Regions from separate parts of the Anas platyrhynchos genome. Here region 2 is linked to region 1. Evidence: chromatin contacts called from public Hi-C data. All regions are on one chromosome and are shown on one strand. The core of a region is the stretch at or near the end of the contact, and the rest is flanking DNA. Distances in the headings are between cores, read along the strand shown.

Evidence for each region. A called contact is a pair of places that touch in the nucleus more often than the background predicts.
Region 2: a Hi-C map of skeletal muscle shows a contact between it and region 1, with 2.1 times the contacts expected there. The contact joins two enhancer-like sites. A contact is called at or near these places in 3 of 8 Hi-C or Micro-C datasets (liver, skeletal muscle and subcutaneous adipose tissue).

The regions. Positions count from the first base shown.
Region 1 is chr9:19,741,113-19,746,732 of IASCAAS_PekinDuck_T2T, reverse strand. No RefSeq gene overlaps it. Among named protein-coding and RNA genes, the nearest start is that of SPSB4, 150 kb to the left of the region's middle. Within about 2 kb of position 2,537, at least 1 of the 8 cell types and tissues checked has an H3K27ac peak or open chromatin away from gene starts, as enhancers often do.
Region 2 is chr9:19,829,475-19,835,094 of IASCAAS_PekinDuck_T2T, reverse strand. The region is part of intron 1 of SPSB4 (splA/ryanodine receptor domain and SOCS box containing 4); the gene reads left to right. Among named protein-coding and RNA genes, the nearest start is that of SPSB4, 62 kb to the left of the region's middle. Within about 2 kb of position 2,989, at least 2 of the 8 cell types and tissues checked have an H3K27ac peak or open chromatin away from gene starts, as enhancers often do.

The DNA.
Region 1 (5,620 bases), core at 1,288-3,787:
TTTATTTTTTTTCCCCCAATAAAGCTTCTTCTCTTTGGAAGATCTCCTAAATACATATTTTGCAACCACGTGTGGCTCTTTGAGCATAAGAAGATGCTCCTAACCATTTCAAAATACTAGTCTTCTGGATCAAGGAACTTTTCAACTTGCAAAAAGGAAGGACACACAAGAGGCCTTGCCCTCTTCTTATTTCTTATTCCTTAGTTATTTTTTAATTAAGGATGTAAAGGTTTCTGTTTCCTTTCTACTTCTGGAATTTTCTTATTGAACATAAATGTTGCTGAATCCAGGGGAAGAAGTAATGTCTGTTATGAGACCTTGAATTGCAAAAGAACAGACAAACTTTCAGGTACTTTTTTCATGCTTCTTATTATCTACTGAAGTATAAACACCAGTTTTCAAAGTTAAATTCAGATAAAGAACTGTTTAAACTTGATTATACTCTTCATTACAGTGCAGGAGACAGAAGAAGTGATTCTGCTACACAGCAATTTTAGGATCAATAATTATATTGGTTCTGTGCCATTTTATAATTTTTGATATTCCTAAACCTTCCTCAGTTTTTGTGAGAAAACACACAATTCCCCTCTCTAATAGGAACTAATGAATTTGCAAGTTTCTACTTCTTAGCATTATTTGCCTCCCTCAGTTGCAGGCACAATCTTCTTTTATGGTGTAGTTTGTTAACTTGCAAAAGTTAAGCTTGAATCACTAGTTTCAAGTTATGTTTTACTGTGAGGATCGAAGCTTCAGCCTGCATGTCCTGAAAGCTGGTCTGTTTTTTTTTTTTTTTTTTTGTTTTTTTTTTTTTTGTTTTTTTTTAACACTATAGCATTAGTCCCATTAAAGATACTATCTCTGCCTGTAAATCCACTCCTACTTACATCTTGCAGTGATCACGCCTATATTTACTAGGCAGGTGTCATATATTTAATCAAGATCTTACCCTTTCATGATTTTCCTGTTGAAAGGAAACGAAGATAAATGAGTTCTGAGAATTTCACTTTTCTGTCATTTGCACAGGGCTCCTTTCTGAGTGTTGCCATAGAACTTCATATACTTTGCTCTCAGGGAAAAACATGGTAGGTGCTTGCTATAAATTTCTATTCTAGAGTAAAAAAAAAAAAAAAAAAAAAAAAAAAGGAAGAAAACAGATGTCCAACACTTTTTTTTTTATATAAGAAAATAAGTAGTCAAAGCGCAATTGCTCTCATTCTGTTCTTACCAATGAGGAAGCTGATAGTGAAGCTACAATTTGAGTGCAGTAGTTCTATCTTCCATTCTACCAGTCTTGCAAGGTGAATGCTTCTATGTTACTTGTCACACAGCTCCCTGTTTTACCCACAGATTTTAAAATATTCAGTAAAAGGCCCTTTTCTACATAGTAGTCTTGTTCATGCTAAAGCACCATCTAAAGTCTTGTGCCTCGCTTGACCTGCATAGGCCAACACCATCCATGTTAGACTACGCTTCTTGGCTGAAATTAGTCTGCAATGGAACTGGGAGCCTTCTGCTTACAGGTCCTCATGGCTAAAGCTAATTTCTAACTCATTGAACTCTCTGGAAACTGTTCCAGGATTTCACCTGAGAAGTACTTCTAGATTTATGGTTCTTTCAGTAGAACATGCAGTACTGAAAGCAGCCTTTGCATGAGTTTTCTAAAAAAGTTGCTCCTCATTTTGGATAACACAAAAGAAGTAGAGAGATAGATAAAACAAACTAAAACCTAAGGGTATTTCTAGACCGTACTTTCCTTCCCAGCATCAGTCATGAACAGTTGTGAACAGTTTTTTTTATTATTTGTTGTTTTGTTTTGTTTTATTTGTTTTCATTTGCTTGTTTTCAGTTTAAGCTGGAGTGTTTGGGTTGTCCTGATATCTGCATATCAATGCTTTTATTTCAATCTGCAAAGCTTTTCTGTTAGTCAGCATCCAGCTTTTAGTTAGAAACTATCTCCTGGTTCAAAAACATGCCCTTATTGTTCCTCTCTCTTATGCTGTCAGTTCCTGGAATTTAAACATTAATTCACAATTATTATTATTATTTATTAATTCTTGAAAAACTCCCTTTGTTCTAATCCTCTTCTGCAAGAAATCAGGATAAAATTGTTGCCTCCAGGCTTACATGGAGGTGCTACTCCCTCTATTAGCTGAAGAGTTGTGGGATGGCAGGAAGAAAGCCAGGAGAATGCAAATAAGCCAGAATTTACAATTTACGGAGATGGGTTCTTCAAGTCAAAACCTCTGTATATCTTGGCAGGCTAAGTTGGATCAAAAGTCCAATTTCACCCTTAATAGGAATTGCTAAGCAATACTGAGAAACACAGCTCCAGCACACGTCTCTGAGCTCTGTCAAACTCGAAGCAGATTTTCAGATGTCAGTGGTTCCTAATTCAAGAAATTCTAGGCAAATGAAGCAGCTCTTGGCCACCTGTGGCTCTCCCAAGGTCTCTGTGCCAGATGTTTGCTCTGTCTCTGGAGCACAAGCAGAGCAAGGAGGTCTCAGAGCATTGTTATCTGCAATACACATTAAGCAATGCAAAGAAAAAATGTGGGTTTTGGCAAGCTGTTAAAAGCTGTGCTGCCTGCCCTTGCTGATGAAGGGAGGGATGTTGATGGAAGATTTTCTTGAGAACATTTTTTTTTTTCCACAGTGCTCATATGGAAACAGGAAAAAAATAATCAGACATTAAGTCTAGAAAACACTGTTAGCTCATTTAGTATAATAGTTTTTATAACAAAGGTCATAACATTGCACTTTAGCAACTCAAAACCCTTCCGTTTGACTATGATGCTTAGTTGGAAGACAATAAATGTTTTCTCATTCATCGTTTCTTATTATATGTTGTTCCAATTGCACATAACAACAACAATTACTGCTGAGAAATTAAGACTTCTTTTCCTCAACCTAAAGTGATCTACCTTGAGCTGATAGCCACTGGTGTTCTTGTAACTTCTTTGTTTGGAATTAAAGAACAAGGTAGCACTCAGTTTTGTTTTTTCAAGTTTTGCAATGCATGTGCACTGTAAGCAAGTCACAACTCGATCACCTGTTGCTGAGCTAATCTCATTCGAAGGAAGCAACTCCATCTTCTAAGAAGGCACAGACCCATCTCCTGCCTACATGCCAGACACTGCTTCCTCTTAAAGCTGTTTTTGCAGTCAGTGGTCTACAGACAGGTTAAAAATAATAATAATAATAATAAAAATTTATCTCACCCTGTTCCCCACTTCATTATTTATGTGAGGAACACACTATCCTTGCTTTTTTTCCTTCTTTGTTTCATTTTCTATGGCATTGCTTTGCAAACTGATATTTTAGCTGTATGTTTGTTGTGACCCTTACGTTTTAGCTGCTACTTCCTGAAATAGGCTCTCCCGTCTTAATTAAAACCTGATGTGTTGTTCTTTGATATCTGACTTTGTTTGGTTTTTACATCAGCATTGAGTTTGCACGTGTCTAATTCTTTAAGTGATCTAATTTTTTTCTGTGCAACTGACTGTTTCTCCCTTGTTATCTATCACCCCATCAGTCCTTTTGTAACCTAAAAATTTGACAAACTGTGATTTGATAGTTGCAATCAAATCACTAAGGATGCTTCAGATAGCACCAAAGTTGACTGGAAATACTTTTCCGTAATGGCCACATGTGGACAGCCTCTTCAGGGGGCTGTCAGCCAGCCGGTGCTTAGCCACCCAATGTGCACACTGCTGAGGGTGCTGCCATTTTCTAAAATAAGGCATCATGTATGAGGTAAACTGTTCATCAAATTATAAACGCTGCCTTTGCTTTAGCAGCTTAAAACAAAGTGCAAACTTATATATGAGATTGGTAAGACTGGCAAAAAAGTGCTTGTTCATGAAGAGAACCAAAGGAGAGAAGGTGGTGGGGGAAAGAAGAGAAGAGCTTTCTTACTAAGTAGAAGTATAGAAAAATCTCCTGTTGACCCTGATCCAACGATCTAATGCAGTCATTAGGATGATCTCTGGAAAATATTGAGCTGCAAATGGTTCTTTGAGGCTAAGTGGCAGTTTTAAAATTTTGTTTTCCTAGCAGTTTGTTTTTCACAAATTTTCATTTCAGTCATGATCTTGCTGTCAATGTGCACTTTTCAGTGTTGTCTAGTACATTGATTTATTTCTATTGGAGTATGCATTTTCTGACTGAAACAGTAAGGTATTGTCAATTCACATCCATTTGATGATATTTCATGAGTATCTTTACGAGTACTACACCAGAAAGCTATCTTGGCCAGTCCTGCATTTAGAGATGTTTATATGCAGTCACTAATTGCCAGGAATTACGTGAAAAATAGCCTGCTGGAACCATCTGGGGCCTACTGCCTCCCAAACCCTGCCCAGGCCTTGTCTCAGGAAAGCCATACTTGGATGCTTCCTAACAAGTAACTAACAATCTTAGGAGGTATTAGTGGGAGGGAGGCCCTGTAGTTGTTACCATAGGGCCAGTAAGTTTAACATTGTGGCAAGGGGAAAGCAGGTTATATAGAATCAATGTGTTGATACTCAAATTTAGGGAAGGGAATTTGATGAATTATGGGTGTTGTATGTACCATTTTCACCAATGACCTGCAGAAGAGAGTTAACTAATGTGACCACCTGTGCTCAGATGCTATCGAGCTTTTTCAAAATATCTAAATACCTCTGGCCCCCCACAACACTGGGATAAAAGGCAGCAGGGAAGATTTGGCATGGGTAATCATAAAGAAATTGATCTACGCTAAACTCAAAAGGTTGGGAGGGCATATGGAGTTTCTGGGCCACTGACTATCAGGACGAGGCAACCTGAGGCGGCCTCTGTCAGTGCTGGGGAGCAGGGGGTTCTCCAGAGGCAGGAAAGCTGTCGCTCTGTTGAACCTCAGGGAGGAAGGAAGGGCAGGATTTGCTCCAGGTGTGTCTGCATGTGGGGATGGGGAAAGCAGCCCAAACGGGGCCTGAGTCTTCCAGAACACACTGAGGGGAGCTCCCTGAAGTGCCAGATGGCCAGGGAGGGAAATGCAGCTTTTAAGGTGAAAAAAAAAAAAATAAAAAAAAATGTTTTCCTAGTGAGGAGTAACACTGCAGATACTCCTGAGGTAGAAATTGGCTGGGATTTTTGTCAGGTGCCTGTGAGGGAAAGGCTGCCCTTCAAGCTTGAAAGACTGCTGCAGGGGGTTACAGATACCCCTGTAACACTGTTGGAGACATTTGGCCTCCCCAGGTACGTGTGTGAGTTCTCCCTGAACCCCAGGGAGGGTTTGGCTGAGCAGTGGGTCACGCAGTATAAACCACATTCAGGTTTGGGGTATAATTTGTTCCCTTGGTCTGGTCACACTCCTTGGACTAAGTCAACATCTCAGGACAAATTCGAAGGGCGATCTGTATCCCTCAGCATGGACCAGGCATAGTTTTCATCTGTCCTTTTCCACAGTTGTTTTTAATTTCTCTAATCAGCTTCTTATTGTATTAAATGCATTATGAAGAAGTGGGAAACTGGATGATTGCTTTGGAATACTGCATTTAATTGCTATGTTTTTGTGGAGTGTCCATAGGATCCAACCCATATTGTGGCCAGTGGCATCGTCTTCAAAGTTTTTTTCCTGAGACCATGAACTGCTGTTAAA
Region 2 (5,620 bases), core at 1,740-4,239, 88 kb before region 1:
TTCCTTCTCTCTGCTTATTTTGCATATCTTTGGGTCGGACACCGCAAGCAAATCCTGCTTGCTATTGGCAGCAGCTGATGGGTATGACTGTCGCGCTACAAAGCGACGGTGACTTCGCAGCTTTATCTTTGAGGATTTGTCAGCGGCTGAAGTGACAAGTTAGCTCTGGTGTACAGCACAGAACGTGGCAATGTATGAAATCCATCTCGGAGCTGACTGCAAGTAATTCTTTCAGAGCCATGCAGCAGGTTCTGAAGGTGTTCTCTTTCTTGTGCGTTTCCAAAAGCTAGTTCCAGCTAGCTAACGCCAACTTTCCTGTCTATCACCAAAGTCTCGAATGCACTTGTGTGCTCTCAGGCTGGGTAATCCCTTTCCATGTTAACAATTACCAATGAAGATCTCCCCAAAGGGATTTTGGGAGATTCCCCACCTTTATGGTAGGTCCATGTCCTGGGATGTAACCAGGGTCCAGACTGCTCTAGCTCTGTCTTCTGAAGCTTCTTTGCAGGGTACCTGCTGAGCTTTCTCAGCAGCTAGATGCACCAGAAAGCCTGAAACTTTTCTGTCTTATGTCTGTGAAAAAGGGTTGTCATGAGGACATTTGACTTGGACTTTGCTATTGCCATTTCCTTGGCTTTCAGTATGACTGGTTTCTGGCGCTGATGACATCTGGGTAATATTAATTGCAATTGTCTCGCTTCTAATTCAGAGTGTGCTGATCAGTCACTAAATATTTATATAGTCCTTGTTTTTGAAGTTGCAAGATGAAAAGGGTGTGTTTTCTATCATCTTTCCTATTCAAAAGCAAATAATGCATTGAAGCTGCTGATTATTTAAAATGATCAAAATATCAAAAAAAAAGAATTTCCTTTGTACTTGGGTCCGTGCTGACATAACTGTTTCGTAGCTCATTGATGACTTGTGTAGACTGAGATTCAGGGTTGTAAGCGCCGTGATCATCTGCCGAAGATGTGAGAATGCGCTCAGGAAGGATTTGTTACAACATGTGTCGTATCTTATCTGTTGAGGTTTAGATATAACAAGATATATTAAACAAGCACCAGCATGAGACCTGGAATACATACCGGTTATTCCTAAGTTTCTTAACATTCATATTAACAGTATTTGAAGCAAAGCGTGTGGGTGGGGAGAAGGAAGGGGAGAGGAGCTGCCTGTGCAACCAGTCTCTGAGCAGCTTTGTAGTGAAGTGTGGCAGTGGCAGGAGGGCAGGGAGAGGAACCATCGACAGCACACGTGCTTGGATGGGCGCCTGGAGAAAAGGCGAGGAGCTCACCTTCAGTAGGTACTGAGCCCAACTATTCACCAGTATGTAAAAATGAAATGGGGAATGAGAAAAGGTCTCAGGGGCAAGGCACACGTGAAATTATCAGTTGCTATGGGATTCTTGTGCGATGCCTGAGCTCCTTCCCGCGAGGCTCAGCAGTGGCGTGGCAGCGTGCCTTCCTTGCCTGCTGGAGCGCTGGGAAGAGAGAAGGTGCCTGAGATTGCTGCCTGGAGTTCATGTCTAGGAGTAGAGTGGTCTTTGATTTTACAGTATTTTTTTTTCCAGAAGGCCATCTACACCATTGATAATTGGCTTTTGTGCCCTTAGACTCTGTAACAAGAATTAACAGTTACTTGCTCATACTCACCTCGTTCTAGCAAAGTTGAATGAAAGTGCAAGAGAAGAAGAAATCCATACGTGCCAGGACATCACAGTTTGACCGCTGGAAGAAAACACCAAAGGGAAATTCAAGCTGAAATGTATTGACACTCCAGGGACGTGAGACTGACTGATCTGGCTTTTACTTCTGTACTCCATCCGTGTTCTGCTAATTGAGGAGGCTGGAGCAGGAAGTCCTAATGAAGGCAACCCATTCCCTTTGCTCCATTTATTTTTAGGTTTTACTTTTTCTCATGGTGAAATAGCTTGGAACTCAGTGGACCTATGCCCAAGGTGGGTAAGAAATGTTACTTAGTAGTGAGTGCAGACTGGTGTGTAATTATTCAGGAGAAGAAGAGACTATTTCTCTTTCCCTGCAGCTAGAAATTGTTGAGATTGATTGACTGTTGGTGTAGCATCCTACAGTGCTCTTCCAGTGCGTGGAGGTCTGTCTACTCCTGCTTCTGCAAATGAAGATAATGAATTAATGCAGAAGTGTGTGTGTGTATATATATATAAATATATGCACATATATATTAATGTTGGGTGTTAGAAAGGGTGGGTGGGAAGTCTGCTGCCTAAGTCTGGCATGTAAATGTAGATGTCTGAATTAGTAATGCAGGAGCCATAGTAGTGAGTGTAGCAAGTAGCTCAGTTTGCCAGGAGCACTGATGGCAGTATAGACAACCTGGGTGCCTACTGTGCAGGCATCCAAACTGTGCAGAGCAGGCTTCTGTTTACACCCATTATGAAAAATGTGGGAGGGATGCTTCCTCTGGATATCCTTACACCAAGCCATGACTGACATCTAATACTACTTTCTTCACAGAGTTCCCACGTAAGTGGCCCTCACAAGGGATGTTCTGCTTGTTCTTTTTTTAAGCTGAATATTTGTACGTGGTAGTTTTTGCTTCCACAGCTGTTTTCTATTTTGTTTTAAAATGCTGCATTAAGAGATAAAGCAGTTTGGCAGGACCTAAACCCCCTTGCATTCCCGCTTGTCCTCAGATATCAGAGCGTTTGGGGGTGCCTGGGCTTAGATTCTGAGTGATGCCCAGTTCAGCTGTAAAGTCCAATTGCATTCAATCTATTAATTTACTACGCTCATGGCTGCACATTAGAGCAATGCACCTTTAGTCTAGTAGCTTAACGACTGGTGTAGTTTGTCAAATCAACAGAGTACAGGTTCTTTTGGGTTGTCAATGATAAATACACTTCCTGCAAAGCACGTGCAAATACCACGAATATGACTAATGCAACCAGCTCCATGTAAGTTAACTCATGAAACAGCTCTATAGAGACAGGTTTCCTGGGGAAGCACTCAGTATAACTGAGGGTTTGGATCTCACCCAAGAGGCATCCCTGTGGGGAAAGCGAGGTTCAGCCCTTCAGCTGATCCCAGAAGTCAGCAGTCTCCTTCTGACTTGTCTGCAGTGCTATCTTCCCTATCATTTTTTCTCTCTTGAGCTGTTTTTATGCTGTTTTCTTACTTCTAGCTGAAGCTTGAGTGACTGTAGTCATATGTATCTTCCTTATTCTTGGTGTAAAATCTTGGTTTTGCTTTAAAGGTATAGGCTCAGAGAAATGCAGAGCGAATGCTCAGCAAGGGTTGGTCGCATCGTGGAGGTGGGTAGCCTTTGGGACGGAGGTTTGTTTGGCATCATAATGAGATTATCACGAGCAAAGTTCACCCAGAGGTCATCTTTTGTTTATCAGTTTGGCTCAGGGCTGGCCAAGCTGCCTATCAGTCCCATAGTACCATAAGGTTCCCCATCCCTGTGGAGATCTCACAGCCTCGCCGTGGGGTCTTTGCTCCACTCCACCCTCCGTGCTATTTCTCTGAGCACACCAAGCTCCCCTGGTGCTGCCAGCACCTAAGGTTGCAGGTTATGTTGCCAAGGGGACTATCATGGAGCACATTCCTTACATATCTGCTGCATCTCACCCTGGAAGTTTCCTCAGCCTTGAACCTTCTCTTCAGATGTGGACATATCGTTAGTCTCAGTAAGTCACCTCCAGCAATTATTCCCCACCAAAGTGGTAAGAAACGTGGTGTGCCAGAATCAAAGCTGAGCCTGATGGTCTATTGCAGAAATATAATTGTAAGGGAAAATTCAAGCAGTCGCTGTATGACAGAAAAGATGTGTGGGTTGATGAGCTTAGTAGAATGCAGTTCTTGCACTTAGGTCTCTTATAGTGCAAGAAGATATTTTTTATTGTATGTAATAATTAGCTTTTGAAATGAAGGGGATTATCTTTCAGTTTAATCACTCTGCCTTAATAGCAGGGGAGAAAAATTACTGTTTTGTAAGACTTTCAGCTCTGTTCTCAGTGTTTTCTAGAATGACATTTTAATTGAATTTGATATTTATGGTACTGATAATTGTTGTTCTTGTGGCTTCCTACCTGTTCTTCACCATATACTAAGTAGCTGTATTTTTAAAGATTGTGTTCTGCTCATCCTCCCAAACAAATATTATTTCTTTTTGTGCGTGTGAGGAAATTATTACTTTCATTGGTTATTTTTAATGTCTAGCTCTAACATTCAGCTACACTTCTCTCGTTAACACAAAGCATTATATAGTTGCTTCATATCCAGTACATGAATAGCTTGTACATAAATAACAAAAGTAGGTTTAAATTTCATGTCTGTACTTAGCAAAACTAATGGATGGTAATCAGCCTAATGGCTGATGATAGATTGTGCTGTGCCAGCAGGGGAGCTTGCGCCCAGGAAGAGTAACACAAGATCAGGAATGGCTAGAGAATAGTTGGTGAATTTGGTGCTTTTTTAATTCCTTCAATTAACCTGATTAAGCAGCTTAGCTTAAATGAGCAGAACGTGCGGGTTGGAAGTTCTCCCATGTAGTATTTTCCCCCTGCTTTAGGAATTAATTCCTTTAATATTTTGTCTGTAGAAAGCAGGCAGCCTTGGTTGCTTCTGTGGCTTGCACAGGCATGAGACACCCTATGCTTAGTATGAGAGGCACACACAGGCTTATTTTCCTCTGCAATTGGATCTAGGCAGAAGTCATAAATCATAGTGATTTCTGCACAGTGCAGTTGAATGGAGACTGACTACCCTATTTTATTAATATTGAAAGTTCACTCTGCTTACATCACTATTAATTCTTCCTCAGAAAGGAATGTGCTGTTTTTTTCCTTTGCCTTTTGCTCAGCTTCAGAGATGTGTTTTGCAGTGCAAGATCAGCTCCAAATGCCATCCTCTGGTACCTGAGGCTGGTTTGTTAGGGTGTCTGTGGCAGAGCCTCTCCAGAGCGTTGACTGAGCAGATTTTGGACATGGGCTTCTTTGTTCAAGAACGTTTTGTGCTGTGCTCCAGCTATAGCATTGAAGCTGTGTGTTCTCATTGCTCTTGGATGTCTGTGTTGGCTGCAGCTGTGGCAGACTTCAGCAGATATTTTTCCTCCCACACTTGCCAGCCCGTTGCCTGCCTGCTCTTTTGTTCTTCCGACCCCTGTTTCAGGGCAGCGGTTCCCAAATGAGGGAATCCCAGCAACCATTTTGGGACAATACCTAAGATTTCTAGTTGTGCCACCAGTGTACTTTCCAGGTAACCTGGTGCGTCCTCTTTCCTCCCCAGTCTTTATTTTCTTAGTGTCAGGTAGGGAATTGGGTTGGGGCTGTTAGATGGTAGCACAGGGTTCCACCTCCCTTTGCTTCTCCTGAAGATGTCTTTTCCCTTTCTAGTAAGAGCAGTGGCTATGTCAGAATATGGTGTAGTATCTTCTCAGAGCACAGAGAAGCAGCCTCAGGCGGAACCAATTTGTGTATCCTACAGACCCTGAAGATACCAGGGAACCTATCTGTTAGAAACTACTGCAGCATCACTTGGACTGGGACTGACCTGTGGCATCGTGGCAGTCTGGAGCTCAGTGTGGCTAATCTCTCCTCTTTTCAGCTGCTGGCCTAACAAATTGTTGATTTCCTAATTAT